2 separate regions of the Zea mays genome follow, and region 2 is linked to region 1. Evidence: chromatin contacts called from public Hi-C data. All regions are on one chromosome and are shown on one strand. Each heading gives the region's core, a stretch centred on a gene start, on an enhancer-like site or on the middle of the called end of the contact. The rest is flanking DNA. Distances are from core to core; before and after follow the strand shown. Region 1 holds the start of LOC103633127 (probable anion transporter 5, chloroplastic). Region 2 holds the start of LOC100283950.

Region 1 (2,700 bases), core at 175-2,674:
TGAACTAAGCCAGCAGTTGATGAGTTCCAACCATATTGATGTGACATTGGAATAATTGCGACACTCAAGTTAACCTGCAAAATTAGAATATTGCAATGAACAGTTGTTCCTCTCAGGAAAGGATGATGGACCGATCATCCATAAAAGCTTTCATAGAATTAAATAAATATGTCACATGAAGAAGAGTGCATTAAACTGTAAATAGCAACTTCATTACTTCAAACAATTTCATGCTCGTAAGGAAATGCCTAAAAGCCCTGTTGGTACATAGTGAAGGTTACATGTTTGTACTAGTGATGCAAATGAGTTCCAAAATAAGCCCTAAAAAATGTGACAGTTAGATATGGCACGTTTCCTTAGAGCAAGCACAAAGACTATTGCATCAGTGGACTTCAGCTAAAGTTCTCTAAAGGAAACCCAGAGGAAAAAAACAGTGCAATCGTTTTGCCAGTTGCCACCCAAATTCCCACTGAATATCCGGTAAATGTCATTGACTACCTAGTTTTCCATGAGCAAAACTATAGCAGGTCAACAACTCGAATTCATAGTCATTTTAATTCTAGCAGCTCAAAATACCGTAGAGCAAAATCGTAACAGTGCAATTAGCCGCCTGCCAGCCTGTCATCCCGTGCCAAGTGCCCAGGACGGAACCGTCCACGTGATAGAGACAAACAGGATGGGTCACCTTGTCCATGTTGCAGATGACGAAGGCGAGGGAGGTGGCGCCGATGAGCTTGTACCGCTCGGCCAACCCATCCCACGGAGGCCACCTCTGCTCCAAAGCCCCGGCCACGTCCCCTTCCAACTCCTCTCCCCTCGCTCCATACCCTTCCTCCTCAACTATCCCCGGTATCGAGCGCTTCTCCACGGCGCTCGCGAACCCTCCCGCGCCCTCGCCGTCGCCGGGTGACACCCTCACGGCCCGGGGCCAGCTGCGGCGCCGGTGCGGGAAGAGCACGCGTGGCGGGAGCATGCGGAGGAGGGGACGGTTGCGGCCGCTGCCGAGCAGGAGCAGGTGGCGCTCGGCCTGCAGCACCGAGGCCGCCATGTCGTGGAGCGAACTGCGAGCAAGGCTGCAAGGGGCGTAGACGCGTGATGTTTAGAATTCTGGAGAGCAGAGCGGCCACGAAAAAGTGTGCGCAATTGTTGGGCTGTGAACTCACTCTAGAGATTTTTACACAGCTTTCTATAGATTTGCGCGGCCGAGAGGACAGCACGAAGCCGAGAGCGTGTGGTGTGGTTACCGTCGCCGTGGGCCACAGCGCCACGGAACCGGGGCCCACGTGTCAGCTACCGGGACCTGCTTAGTGACGTCGCATGACCGCTGCCTGCCTCGTGTTGACGCGGATTGCATAGAAGATAAATTTGTCTCTAGCACATCAGCAAACTGCAAACAATGATTTTGTATGCATCGATTTAGTACAGCGTTCATTGTAATTTTTTAGTTTTATGTAACATATTGCTGACATTTTTAGTTTTTTTATACAAAATTTCATGTTTACGTTATTGGTGGGACTATATTATCGGAGTCGGCGTCTGTTCCTATGGCGTTAAGTTTACACGGACGCTGTAGGCAGAGCCGGGCCCTAGGCCAATCTCAATGTTTGGACTCTTATCGAAACTCAACTAGACACCTAAATGATTTCAATATTAGTAGATATCAAGAATGATCAAGTAATCTCCAACCATACAACTTCTTACGTCATAAACAACAACCCTGATCCAATGTAACAATTGAACCCTAAGTACAATAACAACATTATACCAGTAACAAAAATATAAACGGACTGATACATCCCAACGCAAAAGAGTTCAACATCATTCAGTTGTAGTTTGTGTTCAAGAACGGGTTCTTCTCGCTGTAGAATGGGTTTGTGAAACTGCTGGTGAGGCTTTCATTGACTTTCTTGCCTTTCACCGCAGAGTCCGGCTGGTGGCGAGAGAAGGCCCTCGGGTTGAAGTTGTCATCAAGGTCGATGTCCTCAAAGGTAGCCCAGCCCTCACTGCCAGTGATGTCCCTCTGCTTCTCCATCTCTTCGACGTGCTGCTTGAACCCTTCCTTAGCCGCGGTGATCACGCCATCCCCGTGCTGATCACACCATGCCCTGCAAAAAAAAATTGACACCATCTCAGTTATGAGAAATCATGTGCCTAATTTGGATGGTAGATGGCCCAGTGATCTACTTTGGGAAGTAGGACTTGAGGTCAGACTTGTCCACCGGAAGCTTTGTTGAGATGGCCTCCATCTGCTGATTCCTACAAAGCCAAGAGCCATCTCTGAACAACTGAAGATGGTCGAAAGAAAATACGTTGTCCGAGAACAGAGTGGATTACAACTTACGAGAAGTTCAAGTTCCGATTTGTAGATGATAGCTCAGCCTGAATCCTTGAGAGCTCTTTCTTTGTGTTCTCCACCAGAACCTTCAGTGATTCCAGATGCATATTGTAACTTCATCACTGCTACTCCTTAAAGCAAACTTATACAGGGTAAGAGGAATCAGCAATACACAGACAGTACCTTGTCACGCAGCAGCTCGGAAGCAGAGTCATTGTCCGTGTCCGAGTGCAGCCTCGTCTTGGCCCTCTTGGCATCCGGTCCAGAAGCAGCCATGGGGCTCGCCTCCAGCTGGCACTCGCTGTAAGATGAGCGCGGAGGAACATGCTGCGGCTGCTCACCGGTGGCTGCCGCCTCGCCACTGT
Region 2 (2,700 bases), core at 166-2,665, 150 kb before region 1:
CACAATTTGTTTTTAGTGCCCTAAACACGTTAAATGATGTAGTATTTCAACTTTTGGAGCACTAATTTGAGGCATCTTGATAGAGATGCTAATCATCTGAGCCACTATAATAATGGCCCACATTACAGAACCACAAGTAATATATGGACTCACGAAGAATAATAATTGACAAACTTACTTGATTCAAAGCATTCTGTGGAGTCTCATACTCTGCTGCCACAAAAACAAACACCTATAAGCATGCAATAAAAGCAAAGTTAAGCAGTGATCTTTTAAAGTTTCGCTTGAGCAGCACTAATAGATCAGGTGCATTAGAGATTTAGTCGCACAGATGTATCATGATTCACCGAATTTTTCTGGCAAATTCCCATTATATTTCTCATAGACCATTGTGCAAACTGAGAACACTCTAACAGTTATCCAAAGCTCAGGTTCAAATTCGCATTCGCTCAAAGACACAAACATTAAGGAGAGAGTACTTCCTGTGCTCGAGGATTCCTTACTTTTCAGTGTTGACCTCGTACACAAAACTAAAACCATACTTTCTAGTGCAGTAAAACTTAGTGGAAACTGGGAATGGCGACCATGAAGGGAAGGGTCTGAAGTACCAGAAATACACATTTACCTGTTTTGTGTTCCACGTGAAAAGAGACGAAAGGTCGGCCGAAATGTTCAGCGTCATGCTAACCTGAAGAACGAAAGACAGAGCAATCAATCGTTACAAATTCGAGGAACATATCTGACACAAGTAGTCTGATGTTAGCTCTGAATAATTTGCACAAAAAAAAAACGGAGATGACTTACCTCGTCGTTGCCGTTGGCCTCCTTCTGGAACCAGTTTAGATTCAAGATCTGTGTAACCCAAACGACGGGGACCGTGTTAGCATGACACATGAAGATTGTACAAGCAGATCGAGCCGCCCACGCTCGAAGTCACGAACTAAGATAGATACGCCAGCGGAGATCGGACACAAGGCAGGCGGGCGGGCTCGACGGGATTTAGAGAGACGCGGTGGGGCAGGGAAGAGGGGTGTGGTACCTTAACGGAGGCAGTGGGTGTTGGGGTGTTGAAGTTGTCGGAGAAGGAGGCGGCGAAGCAAATCGCGGCCAGTATGGTGACCGCGAACGTTGCCACCGCGTTGGCGCGGTGCCCAAAGGAGTGCATCCTGTCGCGGCTCCTTTTACTCCCTCGCCGCACGCAGCAGAAGAGATCGCCGGGCCTCCCCTGCCGCTGCTGCTCCTTCCTCCTGTCGCGGCGGCGCCGGCGACTTCACTGCAGTTTCCTTCTCTGTCTTCCTTTTCTCGGGAAGTGCTTACGGAGCCCGTGCAGTGCCGATCCTCCTCGACGGGCTAGGGCCCGCACGTCGGTGAGAGCCCCGAGCATGACGTGGCACGCGCTGATTGGTCGACGCACGTCACGGAGAGGGGCTCATCCAGTCAAGAAGTCAGGGTGCACGTGGGCCAACAAATGGGCCTAGCTGGCCCATTCATAGAAGTCGACCCACTCCCACTTGGTAATGGGAGGCGCGGCCTGGCCCGGCGTTGAAAGAGAGTGAACGCGACGCAGCCGAGGCGGGAAACCCTAACCTAATCCGCGGGGTGGCGGCGGCTTAGCGCTCGTTTAACTTTTCCATGAGCCCATGACGTTGACAGCTGACGCAGGACGGGTGGACGGCCCCGTTTGGGCATGTCGCGCTCACAATCGGCGGTCCGGCGTTAACCACCGCCACCGTTGTTGCTTCCACACCACAACCACACGCACTGGAACACCCAGCGCATCGGCCGGCAGGCGGCGCCCGCGTCTTGGCTGTCACCACACGCGCCCGCCGACGCCGACCAGGTCCCGCATACCCGCAGCTGCGTAGCCATTCCCACAAACCAACCATACACGCTAATCAAAAAGATTAGTGGAGCACTGCCTGAGCCTTGATTTCTCGTTCTTTAGTACTACCTGCTCCACGAGACCAGACCACGCCAGCGGAAAGATAAAGGATTAGTAGACCAGAAGCTTAAGCTTGCTGCCTTGCTGTTCATTTCCCTTGCCTGAGCCGTTAAGCGTACTGTACTGGCAGTTTGTTCGTTTACTCCGTTCCACGCATCCCAACAATTCGTCAATCCCCAGCCGCACGCACGAGAAAGAGGCAGATTCGCTGCTCCGACCGCGTCTTCGTTGCCTTGTTGGTTTCCGTTCTGTGACTCTGTCCTTCGCTTGCTTTTGACTTGGGGTAGTTGGCTTTTCTCTCCCCCCTCGCCTTCCTCCAGGCTTTGGGGATTTGGTTGCTTCCTGTCGGGGTTTGAGAGGAGCGGCGCTCTTGAATTGTTGCTTTCAATTGGTCCGTTTGGCAGGGTTTGGCAATAGAAAGGTAAGATTTCTGTGGAATTCCACCTTGCTTCCGTCTAATTTGGCAGTTTTTTTTGAGGATCCGAGACCGCGTTTGTTGATTGCGAGAAGAGCCTTTTGGTTGTAGATTTGTTGCCGGAGATGGGCAAGCCGTCGCTGAAGAAGAAGAGGGCCTCCGGCGGCGGCAAGTCCGGCGACCACGGGGGCAAGCCGGCGTCACTGGAGCGGTCTGGTTCCAAGGTCCTCGACGGCGATGAGACCCTCTTCACGGACATGGCGCAGGAGCACAAGGAAGAGGGCAATAAGCTCTTCCAGCGCCGGGACTACGACCGCGCGCTGCTCAACTACGACAAGGCCAT

The links. A called contact is a pair of places that touch in the nucleus more often than the background predicts.
Region 2: a Hi-C map of endosperm shows a contact between it and region 1, with 2.8 times the contacts expected there. The contact joins the promoter of LOC100283950 here to the promoter of LOC103633127 in region 1. A contact is called at or near these places in 14 of 25 Hi-C or Micro-C datasets (bundle sheath, ear, endosperm and 4 more) and 2 of 3 datasets of contacts at active chromatin or transcription factors (leaf and seedling).

Annotation. Positions count from the first base shown.
Region 1 is chr7:152,119,402-152,122,101 of Zm-B73-REFERENCE-NAM-5.0, reverse strand. LOC103633127 (probable anion transporter 5, chloroplastic) reads right to left here and starts at 1,424. Exons shown (of 15, transcript XM_008654806.4): 1 at 686-1,424; 2 at 1-74. The coding sequence starts at 1,048. It overlaps LOC100276553, which reads right to left. Exons shown (of 5, transcript NM_001150314.2): 1 at 2,519-2,700; 2 at 2,342-2,421; 3 at 2,185-2,256; 4 at 1,825-2,105; 5 at 1,649-1,822. The coding sequence ends at 1,825.
Region 2 is chr7:152,270,781-152,273,480 of Zm-B73-REFERENCE-NAM-5.0, reverse strand. It overlaps LOC100283950, which reads right to left and starts at 1,415. Exons shown (of 6, transcript NM_001156848.2): 1 at 1,040-1,415; 2 at 805-852; 3 at 626-688; 4 at 179-232. The coding sequence starts at 1,165. It overlaps LOC103633129 (Octicosapeptide/Phox/Bem1p (PB1) domain-containing protein / tetratricopeptide repeat (TPR)-containing protein), which reads left to right and starts at 1,657. Exons shown (of 4, transcript XM_020540974.1): 1 at 1,657-2,363; 2 at 2,469-2,700. The coding sequence starts at 2,483.